Regions from separate parts of the Mus musculus genome. Here region 2 is linked to region 1. A link is a contact called in public promoter capture Hi-C data. All regions are on one chromosome and are shown on one strand. Each heading gives the region's core, a stretch centred on a gene start, on an enhancer-like site or on the middle of the called end of the contact. The rest is flanking DNA. Distances are from core to core; before and after follow the strand shown.

The links. Promoter capture Hi-C pulls out the DNA fragments that hold promoters and counts their contacts.
Region 2: a contact with region 1 is called in a promoter capture Hi-C map of stem cell-derived epiblast-like cells, with 2.6 times the contacts expected there. The contact joins the promoter of Dgkg here to the promoter of Liph in region 1. A contact is called at or near these places in 1 of 39 promoter capture datasets (stem cell-derived epiblast-like cells), 1 of 484 Hi-C or Micro-C datasets (LSK cells) and 1 of 115 datasets of contacts at active chromatin or transcription factors (bone marrow-derived macrophages).

Annotation. Positions count from the first base shown.
Region 1 is chr16:21,992,230-21,998,157 of GRCm38.p6, forward strand. It overlaps Liph (lipase, member H), which reads right to left and starts at 3,313. Exons shown (of 10, transcript NM_001083894.1): 1 at 3,092-3,313. The coding sequence starts at 3,140.
Region 2 is chr16:22,655,025-22,660,952 of GRCm38.p6, forward strand. It overlaps Dgkg (diacylglycerol kinase, gamma), which reads right to left and starts at 2,207. Exons shown (of 25, transcript NM_138650.2): 1 at 1,925-2,207.

The sequences.
Region 1 (5,928 bases), core at 2,063-4,562:
TGGTTGCTGGGATTTGAACTCTGGACCTTCGGAAGAGCAGTCGGGTGCTCTTACCCACTGAGCCATCTCACCAGCCCCCTGCAACACTTTTAAATATTGCTTATTGGAAGGGTAGAGGGCTCAGTGGGTGAATGGCTCAGTGGTTAAAGTCACTGTCCACTCTTCCTGAGGACTTGGGTTTGACTCCCAGCACCCACATGGTGGCTCACAAGTAACCATTAATCCAGTCTCAGATCAGAAGCCCTCTTCTGATCTCTATGAACACTGCATGCACATGGTACACATACTACATTCAGGAAAACACTTAAAATGAAATCTCAAAGAAAATTTTAAAAAATCACTTATCTTGATATCTGAGTTTTGGTCCCTCTGCTCCTTGGATGGGTAGCCCTGGCTGTCCTGGAACTCACTTTGTAGACCAGGTTGGCCTTGAACTCAGAAATCCTCCTGCCTCTACCTCCCAAGTGCTGGGATTAAAGGTGTGCGACACCACCGCCCAGCGGATGTTTTTCTGGGGAACGTTATTCTCACCCACTTTACCCTAAGGCCCAGACTGTCAGGATTGCTCTAAGAATTATAAGTGATGCCTATGAGGTTTCCAGAGCCTTGGCACACAGATGTCAAAAAGTTAGCAACTGGGGGCTGGAAAGATGACTCAGTGGTTGAGAGCACTGACTGCTCTTCCAGAGGTCCTGAGTTCAAATCCCAGCAACCACATGGTGGCTCACAACCATCCGTAATGAAATCTGACACTCTCTTCTGGGGTGTCTGAAAGACAGCAACAGTGTACTTATATATAATAAATAAATCTTTTTAAAAAAAGTTAGCAACTGTTGATTCAATGATGGGCTGGGAAAATACTATTTACCCATAGGATTATACAAAGACTTGAAACAGTGCATTCAAGGTGGGCTGGAAGTAAATCCTAATATAATTATTATACATTTTCTAGTTAGAGTCTAAGCTTCACCTATTAGCATACTTACATCAGTTTACAAAATTGACTTCTACCGTCTTATCCTTTGCATTATTTTATTTTTAAATTTTTTACATTTTCTTTAGCATTGTGTGTGAGTGCACACATGCCCTTGCATGTCACAGCTCATACGTGAGGAGCTAGTGTTTCCCTTCACCTCTCCGGAGGTTTGGAGGATCCAACTCAGTTCACCAAGCTTATACAATTGGCGCTTTTACCCACTTGCCATCTCTTTTACCCACTCGCCATCTCCCTAGCCCCTTTTGAATTAATTCTAAAACATGTTGGAGCATTTCTGAAAAGGCCTCAGAATTATTTGAACAGTTATTTTCCTTTCCCTCGTCCTGGCACTCCTATGTGTGTGTGGTGTGTGTGTTTGTGTGTACGCATGTTCACATATGTGTGTGTGTGTGTGTGTGTGTGTGTGTACACGTACGACTGTGCTTATGTATGCAGAGGCTCTCAGCGTTTGGCAGGTGTCTTCTTCAATCACCTCCCAGCTTATGAACTGAGGCAGGGTCTCTCATTGGAGCCTAGAGCTCTCTGATTCCACTGGTCCACTGGCTTAGGGATCCTCTGTCCCTGCCCGCAGAGTTCCTGTGTGGGACTTCATACCCCTTAGGCATTTATGTGGGTTCATACTTGTCCGGCAAGCGCTTTTTCCCCTAAGCCATCTTCTCAGCACCAAAGATCACTTTCTTTAACAACCAGTTTAATACTGGAACCAGCAAGACGGCTCGGTGGGTCAAGGCAACTGACAGCCCGACAGCCTGAGTTGGAGCCAGTACCACACAGTGGGAGTAGAAAACCAGCTCCTACATGCTGCACTCTGACCTCCACATGTGCCCTGTGGCTTGTGTGCCCAAACATATGAAATAAGTTAACAAATGTAATGGAAAACAGTTTGATATCTGAAACCTTACCCAGTCCTGGAGTAGAGACATTTCTACCATATCTAGTCTGCATTTAAGGTTTCCAGTTTGTTTGTTTGTTTGTTTGTTTGCGTTATTCTTGCAGTTGGGAACATAACTCAGTAGTGTGTTAAGGCCATAGGTTTAAAAGGACCTAGCACCATCTGCGCTGCCTCCACCTAAGGTTACTTCCGTAGAGCAAACAGCGTGTGCCATTTTTAGAAGCTGTGGAGCATGAGTGGTCTGCAGGTCTGATATCTGCCCCCTGCCCTTTAAACAGTTATTTCAAGGCTGGGTGTAGTGGTGAACACCTTTACCCCAGTGAGTTCAAGACTGGCCTGGTTTACACTGTAAGTTCTGGGCAGCCAGGGCTACACAGAGAAACCCTGTCTTAAACAAATACAACTTATGTCAGAATTCACAGTCACAAGCTTTGTGTGAGACGGAAGTGGGTTCCAGGAAGGACTGAGAAGTACATTTCCCTTCAGGTTTGCTATCTCAACACGGAGATTCATATTTTCATTTTGATTTTATTATCTTTCCTTGTATTAGAAATTGAACCCAGAATGTTATACATACTAGGCATATATTCTATGACTGAACTACATCCATGGCCTGGCAATTAATAATTTTTAAGATATAAATATATCACATACTATTATAAGGAATTTATTTATATGAAATTATTATTTTTGTAACAGTGGTTTAAATACACCTAAATAAATACACGAAAGTATACAAATTTACCATTGCAAAAAAATATAAAACAAAAAAAGAGAAAATGAGTTCGAGGCCAGCCTGGTCTACAGAGTGAGTTCCAGGACAGCCAAGGCTACACAGAGAAACCCTGTCTCGAAAAAACAAAAAAAGAGGGAGAGAGAGAAAGAGAGAGAGAGAGAGAGAGAGAGAGAGAGAGAGAGACTTCTCTACGTAAACATCACAAAATAAATTTTTACAGTTTCAAAAAATAAGTTATTTAATTTTATGTAGGTCAGAAGACACAATTTAACTAAGAAAAAATTAATACTACCCTTAGCCTTTTCAAGTTAACTCAAGAGATAAGGGTTTGATCTATGGTTGAGAGGGAAAAAAAAAAATCACCATAAGGAAGCTCATTTTACCCATAGCTCCTGGCCTCAAATATGCTCACATAGAACTTTGACGTCCACTAATACTTCTTAAAGACATTGGCTAAATGACCTACCTGATTTCACCAAGCACATGAAACTGATGAAAAAACATAGCCTCAGCATAGGGAACCTCAAGAGATCATGTGCCCCAAACACGAGGACGTGTCGCACTCCGCACAGAGCCTGGCGTTCCCGCGTTCCCGCGTCCCACCCTGAAGTCTGGCTTTCTCGAAGCGAGTGAGTCCGTGACAACAGGAAGTCCCCGAGGGAGGCTCTGTGGCCCTGTTAGTCCTGTCAGGATCTTTGGCTCCTCCTCTTTGCAATAAAAGGTCTGGGACTTTCTGCTTGCACAATTGGTGCATATGTTAATGTGTCATTTGCATTTGAAGGATGCCGAGTAAAAGGTTTCCTTCTTCGTGGGCGGTTTCCTAGCTGTTTGGCTTGGTGTGTTGAAATCAACCTCATTTGGAATCCTTTTCCTTTATGAATGAATCCCGGATGACAAATCCGGGTCAGTATTCTCCTATCGCCACTATGTATACAAAGCCACGTTCATGTTAACTCCAAGGTCTCCACAGAGCTGTCTTTAGACTTTTATTAAAAACATTTCATTGAGTTCAGCTATACAGCCTAATTTACGAATCTCTCTATGCTTCAGAGTTGTACTTAGCTTGCTTACTTCTCATCCAGAGTCCTGGTCTCCCTCATAACTGAGTTTTTATTTTTGCATTTTATTTACTGAGTGTGGCAGGTGAGTGTGGGTTGCAGTCCCTGTCCTTCCGTTGCATAGTCTTGGGGTCAGGCCTGGGGACAAGCACCTTTACCCGCTGTGCAATCTCACCCATCCAGTTGTCGTCTTAAAGGGGAAGAACACATCTACATCTTTCCAACCTTTCTAAGGCCTACACTAGAAGTAACCAATCCTTCTGCTCTGTGAGGTTATTGTGGGTGAGGGTACTTTGGCAGTAAAGAGTGTACCTAGCCTAGATGGAAAGGCAGGTCACTAATGACAGGATACACTGCAAAGTGATGTAACCCTCTTTGTAGTGAAAATTCCCCTAATCATAAGTTTCTGGGTATTTGAAAACCTTAAAAATAGTAAGGACAAAACCTAACAACAAAAAAACCCCACATTTTCACTCAAACATCAGGCATAAGCCATTAGTCATTTAGCATTGTCGAGGTGCCTGTGTCAAGTGCTTCTTGACAGAGGTATGTGGCCTCAATAAATAAAACATTTATGTTCTGTGTGTCTCAACTTTCTCAATCATGAAATGAAGATAAGATCTCTTGACTCACGGGGTTATGCAGACTAAATGAGGTATGTGAGCTCAAGTCTTCAACACTATGCCTGCTGCCAAAGTAATTGCTCCTGCCTCTTGCTAACTCCAGGTACTATCTTCCAGGTCACACAGCTGACACTGTCCCCACCCCTCTGAAGACTTGCTATAGAACAGAGAAGGGGAGCCGGGCAGTGGTGGGAGGCCAGCCTGGTCTACAAAGTGAGTTCCAGGACAGCCAGGGCTATAGAGAGAAACCCGGTGTCTTGAAAAACCAAACCAAAACAAAACAAAGAAAACCTGAGAAGGGGGCTTCAGGAGGAACTTGAGGAATGAGGGCCTCCTAGACCTTTTGAGAACTGTAGTGGGCTTTGCTTTTCTGTCCTGTCGGGAAATGAATTAAGGAACTGTAAACAGGAAACCCAACTCAACCCGCTTTTCTGCTTTGCACTTGCTCTAAGCCTTGCTCCTTTGAAAACAAGGGCTCTGGAGGACAGAGAGTTGTTCTGTCTCTTTAATGAACCTGCCCTGGAATGTGCCGCTCCCTGCTGGGTCAGTGTACCCACCTGATAAGTATTTGTTGAGTTCCCATCAGTCTAAAGTGCTTATCTGGACCTAGCCAATGTACTTTAGGGGCGAAACTATCCGATCCTCAGTTACAGGAATAAGGGTCACTCTGCAGGGTGGTCTTCTAGATGTTATTAATGGTTAGAGCACAGAAGTTCCCCTAACCTCATGGCTGGGTGCTCAGTTTTCATTCCAGCATTAAATGCAGCAGAGAAGCAATGGAGGAATCCATTCTTTCTCCTTTAGAGGAGTAAGAAATATTGACAGTGTAATAACAAGTACCAACTGTGCAATAGGAAAACAAAACCCTCCAAAGGTGGGGGAGAAGAGGAGTGTAGATGTGAGTCAGCACAGGACTCTTATCTGTTTAGTGGGTGGAGATGGGATCCAGGACCTTGGGCTAAGCAGGTGCTCTACCACCAGGCTGCCTGCCTCCCCAGCCCTGCAAGGGATCCTTCAATGGAGGAATACTTCTGTACTTTAATTGGGTGGTATCCATACAAATCCATGCAGTGAGATTACAGAGAAACACACACAGAGACACACACGTGCACATGTGGTGCTGACAGAGTCTCTGGGTTGTACCAATGTCTACTATTTTCTGGTTTTGGTAGAATGTTACTACTTTCATAAGATGTTGCGCTGATGGGAAACTGGGTGTGTACACACAAGGACCTTCTACTGCTTTTGAAATGTCTTGCCAACCAATAATTATTTCAAAGTAAAATGTGTTTTTAAAACTTACAAAAATGGGTCAACTCTTACAGTCACTGAAAGAGCATTAATTTAAAGGAATTCTGAGGAAGCCCCCATCTTTTTCTCCACCAGCTGATCAAGAAGCTCTCAATTCCTATGGCCCTATTAAGGGATAATTCACAAATGTCACTATTGTCCTCAGCCCAGCCTTTTAGCATCACCATCTTTATTTAGTGTAGTTTTTTCATTCAGAGCCTCACCTGGTGTCGAACTTGCAGGCAATGAACTTCCTGTACTCCTGCCTCAGGCTCCCAATTGCTGGAACTCTCTCTATGTGTGAATCACCACAGCTGCCTCTCCAGCCTACA
Region 2 (5,928 bases), core at 957-3,456, 660 kb after region 1:
GAGGGTTCCCAGGCTTCGTGCCCAGCCAGTCTGGCTGAATCAGTCAGCTTCATGTTTAGTGAGACCCTGTCTCTAAAAATAAGGTGGAAAGTGATAGAGGATCTCCCCTCCCCCCTTCTCCCTCTCTCTCTTGTGCGAGTACACACACACAACATGTATACAAATCGGGAGGCATGCACATAGAGAGAAGTATGGGATACATACACACAGATATTGAACATGCACACACAGGCGCGGGGCATGTACATACACACAGAAACATGGGACACATACACACACCACCTTCAGATCTTTCCCGGAAACGGTAATGCCTAGGTGGCTGGAGTTACATGTTAAAGGGATGGGGGTGGGGAGGCGCTTAGATCAGACCAGAAGCACCACAGGAAATTAGCTTAGTTGCAGCTGTTTTATTTAATGAGTATAATTTATATTCAAAGTAAAATTTCTGGCAAATACAACCCTTTAAGCAAGAAACATCTTCCCATGTTAGGGGACACCCATAGACTGAGAAGGTTATAGTTGTAAACAGTCTCTCTCTCTCTCTCTCTCTCTCTCTCTCTCTCTCTCTCTCTCTCTCTCTCTGTGTGTGTGTGTGTGTGTGTGTGTGTTCTCACACACATTTGTTTTCTGATGTTTGCCCCGTGAGCCAATGTCACTCCTTCAGTCCTTTGTTGACTGTGGGGATACCCTGTACTCCAGCAAGTGGATCCTGAAGCTGCGTTTTATGAACACTGAATCCCAGGCACCAAGATAACAAAGTCGATGTCCCCTTCCAGACCAGAAGGGCAGACTACTGTCCCTCATGATGTTTGGAGGTGGTCATTGTACATCTCTAGATCTATGATGTGTCCCCTAAGGCCCCGAACCGAAAGCTTGACAAACAGTTCTCCTAGGTCCTGCTCCCCACAGGGAGGCCATCGTATGCTAATGAGGCACGGACAGATAATCTAGCAGCCGGGACAAGTGAGTCCGCAGGTCCACCCAGCACTCTTGAACGCCACTGTGGTTCAGTCACATGTCATCTGGCCCCTCAGCAGACCCTCCTGGTGCCCTCCTCCTCCCACCCCCGGCGACTGAGGGAGGGGTCTCTCCGCTACCTAGCTACCCAGAATTGCACAACGGGACTGCTTGCATATGGTGCTTTTCTTCCCTGTCCACAGCAGGGATGGAGGCAGAGCCCCTGAATCACCTGTAGGGCTTTTACGAGCTCCACAGCCCCCTCCTCAAATTCTAGTTCACTAGTTCTGAAGAAAGAGACATCAGGAGATATGTGTGCGGGGGTCTTGAGGAGTTCTCGTGTATGTCCCACGGCCTCACAGCCCCACAGGTAATTCTGGAGGTTCCCTTATAGAGATACCAACACAGACAGGTCTTGTGACCCAAAAGAAACAGGCCGATATTAGATTCCCACGACGCTACCCCTTTTATTTGCCAAGGTGTCTGTATTCTCTTCAGCTTCTCTCTAAACCCACCACCCTAGAGGCTTTGAACTTGGAGTGTCCCAAAGTCTCAGAACCCTGCGAGACTGTCAGAGGCTCTGGCGGCCAGACAGCAGAAAGACATTCTCTGCTCCCCGCAGCCCTCGGGTTCCCTGTGCCGCGCTCTGGATACCCTGGAGTCAACGTAAGAAAGGATGGCATTTGACCAGTTGCTTCAGCAAATTGCCCGAAGCAAGGCCGCTTGTCCTCTGCACACCTTCGCTTCTGCACCGACCACATAGGGAGGGGGCCCCACCCTGCCCAGTCCACTGGCGCATCCCCTCTGGCCAGGGTTTGTGGCAGGTGGCGCGGTCAAGATGAGCGCAGGGGCCTCGTCTGCAGTTCCTTTCCCTATCGCGGGACCCACTCTTGCTTTGCCCTGGCTCTCCAAGTTGCTGCCGGGTCCCCCCAAACTGGTGATCCCTGGTTCGCGGTCGCGGTCTTACCTCACCATGCAACACTTGGTTGCGCGCTTGCCGGGGGCGCTCCCTCCTAGCCGCTTATTCCCTTACTTGGGAGGAAAGAGGAACCGAGAGACAGAAGGGGACCGAAGCGGGCGCCCGGGCGATCTCCCGGTGCAGCCCTCTCTGGGGCGGAGACATCAGGCAGCCACCAGGGTTGGCGCCCCGGGGTCTTCCGCCTTCGCTGCTGGAAGGGAAGGCTGCCTCTGCTACCCGCTACGGCACTGCGGCTCTGCACCCTGTCCCTCGCAGCATCGCAAGTCCAGCTGCCACTCTCGCTGCGGAGCCCTGCCCCCCGGGCGCAGTGCCCGCCCCCGCCACACACCCGCGCGCGCAGACACACGCGCACCCCACAAACACACTGGTGCACACACATAAACACGTGCTGCGCGCACACTCGCACACCCACGGATGCGTTGGGTGGGAACCTCTGTACATGATCAGGGCACTCCTGGCTGGCAGGGCTTTGGTCAGAGTGCTGGTTGGTGGCTGTGAGAAACCAGCTGACATCAAGGTAGAGGACATTACTTGAAAAATACAATGTCCTCTGGCTGTTTACGTTCCTTAACCTAGAAACCTAGGGGTCTGAGCTGCCTAAATATTCCAACCAAAGCAAAGAAAAATATATTAACATAAAAATAAATCAACAAGTTCTCTGTTTTCTAGGAACTCGCTGTCTCTGATGTCCATTGTCATCGATCCCGTCCAGAAGGACATTTCTGACAATCTTGACCCAGTGGCAGCAGATTGGTGATTATTTCTCCTCTGCAGGCATACATGGTCGGGATCAATCTAGCTAAGCAGAAAGGGGCTCTGATGGATGGGTAAGGTCTCAGGACTAAAGATTATGATTTTTCTCCTTTGTCTTTGCATGACATTGGGTAGTCTTCCTACAGGACAAATAAAACACTTCTAAAACAAACAAAATATACATGCACAAGAAAAAAGAGAACTAGAAAAAAAAAAGGAAAAGTAGAAAATTAGAGAAAATGACGTGGGATTGAGGATAAGGCCCAAGAGGCTGCAGTGGCAGAGGCACGGGGACCTGTGGGACCTTTTCTTTCCATGACGCGGGTGTCTGCGTAGGGTGGCAGCAGCGGCGATGTTATTTCAACAGAATGACTTTTGTCAGTTTCACACCACATTTAGAGTCACCAGGAGTTTACTCTCATCTGTAAAATATGTGGAGTTCACCCGTTTCCACAGCCAAGAATTCTCTTCTGCCAGTGGGCAGTGGAGGTCCCTGTGTGGAACTGCAGCCAAGAAAAGCTTTTTTTTCGGAACGCAGAGGAGCAGGGGACTGTGTGTCTAGGCATCTGGGGAGGAAGCTGCAGACGTGACTGTTGAAAAGCACTGAAAGACCCAGTGGTTAACTCATCCCTGGCCACTAGCAGGGGGTGATGGAACCAAGACAGAACAGAAGTCCTGAGAGCTCTTACACTTCCTTCCGCATGATGATAAGGGCAAAGCCAATGGATGGATGGATGATACCCTGTGCTCACACTTCATCCACAATCCATTCTTTGATCCAGGGCCCCTGGGTAGCTTCTCAGAGCTGCCCTCAGCCAGGCTGACACACTTGGTGTGAGGGTGTTCTGTAACACGTGTGTGAGTTTGTCCTTCATCTTCTTGTTTCCATGTCAGGTACTGACTTACTCATTCCGAGAATATTTATTAAAGTTCCTGCTATCTTTTCAGGCACTTCGCACTGACTCCCGTCATGGACCTCACCTGGGAGAAAAGAGGAATGGAAAGACAGAAAGGGCTTAGAAATGTTAGTGTCTTGTCTTTTAAAAAGGCAGGCCCAAGCACAGGCTTACTGTACACATACTCACAGAACACAGGCCTACTGTATACATCTTCCTTGAGCATAGGCTTAATGTATATATGTTCACCAAGCATGGGCCTACTGTATACATCTTCACTGGGCATAGGCTTACTGTATACACCATCTCCATTGAGCTGTAATCTTACTGTATATGTCTTTGCTGTGCTGGGCTGAGTGACTGTGGAAGATGCAGTTCTTCTCTTCTGAATTGCATCCCTGAGGAGGCAACCACAGTTGCACATGTGTCACAGAAAACCATTTGTCTCTCCCTAGTCCGGACTCATTCTAGAGAAGGCTAACTTGAAGGAGAGCCTGGATAGGGAAGGCATGGCTGCAGGCAAGAGTTGGGACAACATGGAGCTTTCTGTCTTTGACAATAAGGAAATAATAAGCTTGATAGCATAAATGGGGAAGGCAGGCAGAAGTAGAGTGTAGCGATCCAACTTGGCATGCTAGGGAAGTTATTATATAATAATAAGAAACTCTGCAAAGGGTGCCAAGCAAGAATTTGGAGAACAGAAATGCTTATAAAGATTGGTAAATAGGTGCTTGTTCCTATAAAATATGTTTATGAAGTCAAAAGTGTTCACAAGAGGGTTTGTGAATAGATTCCTTTGGGGGATTCAATGGTGGTGCTGAGTTAAACATCTAAGCAGATACAGGGTACTTACAGTACAAGAAGCCTTGCTGACAGAGGCTAAGAAGTGGCTGCTTGAGTTCCACTCTAGTGACATGCAGGAAAAGTGTCATAATGAAGGTCAGAGCAGTATGGAAGGCATGAGAGATAGGAGCAGCAAAACGAACAGCTAGTCTGATAAAACAAAATGTGGATGGGGCAGGCTGGGCACGGGATCTGAAAGATTAGTAGATGTGTGCCTCAAAGACCAGGAGAAAATGGGCACTTTATACAAGGAGGAGAGGAGAGGGCTGGGAAATAGCCTTCAATACCCTAAATTCCCTGCTTGGAGTGGACACACAGTGAGGTGAGGTGAGCTTTTTTCTTTTTTGGTGTGTGCATGTGCATGGTGTGTGTGTATATGCACTTGCGCATGTATGTGTGTATGTGTGTGTGCATGTGTGTGTGCACTTGTGTGTGTGTACTTGTGCATGTGTGTATATGTATGTGTGTGTGCACTTGTGTATGTGTGTGCATGTGTGTGTGCACTTGTGTGTGTACTTGTGCATGTGTGTATATGTATGTGTGTGTGCACTTGTGCATGTGTGTGCATGTGTGTGTGCACTTGTGTGTGTGTATTTGTGCATGTGTGTATATGTATGTGTGTGTGCACTTGCGCATGTGTGTATGTGTGTGTGCACTTGTGTGTGTGTACTTGTGCATGTGTGGGCATGTGTGTGTGCACTTGTGCATGTGTGTATATGTGTGTGTGCACTTGTGCATGTGTGTGTGTTCCTTTTTGTTTTGTTTGTTTTTTATTTTTATTTTTATTTTTATTTTTATTTTTATTTTTATTTTTATTTTTTTTGAGACAGGGTTTGTCTGTATAGCCCTGGCTGTCCTGGAACTCACTGTGTAGACCAGGCTGGTCTCGAACTCAGAAATCCTCCTGCCTCTGCCTCCCGAGTGCTGGGATTATTCTTTTTTTCCCTTCAGATAAGAGGGTACTAATGAGCAAGCTGGGAAGTGTCTGAGACCAGCTTTCCTGAGGCAGGAGGTGTCCCCCATTGGAGTGGCATGGGAAGAATGATATCTTGCAAGGAGCCACTGCCCGGGTGGCACAGGTACCTCACTCTACAGCATCTTCAACCCAGGGGATGATACCCAACCCATGTTCCTCTTGCCTGGCCACCAGCCCTGTCTGCCTGGAAGGGAGGGTACCCTCTCTCCAATTGGCACACAGGCCTGACTGACTGCTAAGCAGTTTGCCCATGATGAAGCCATAGTCCAACTGGTAAGGATTTTTGGAACACCTGCTGCACATGCAGATGGGAGGTGAACTGGAGGAGTCTGTGAGCATCCCTATTCCTAGGTGACACTCTAAGAAACACTGTAAATACAGAGGAGGAAGGTGGCATCTCTCTTTAGAGCGTTTTCAATCTGTGTCAGCTATAAACAAACAATAGAAATGGTTAAGAAGCAAGGAACAAAATAGAGAATCAAATGTCACACTGTAGTGAGCAGGCCCTCACTGTGAGAGAGAAA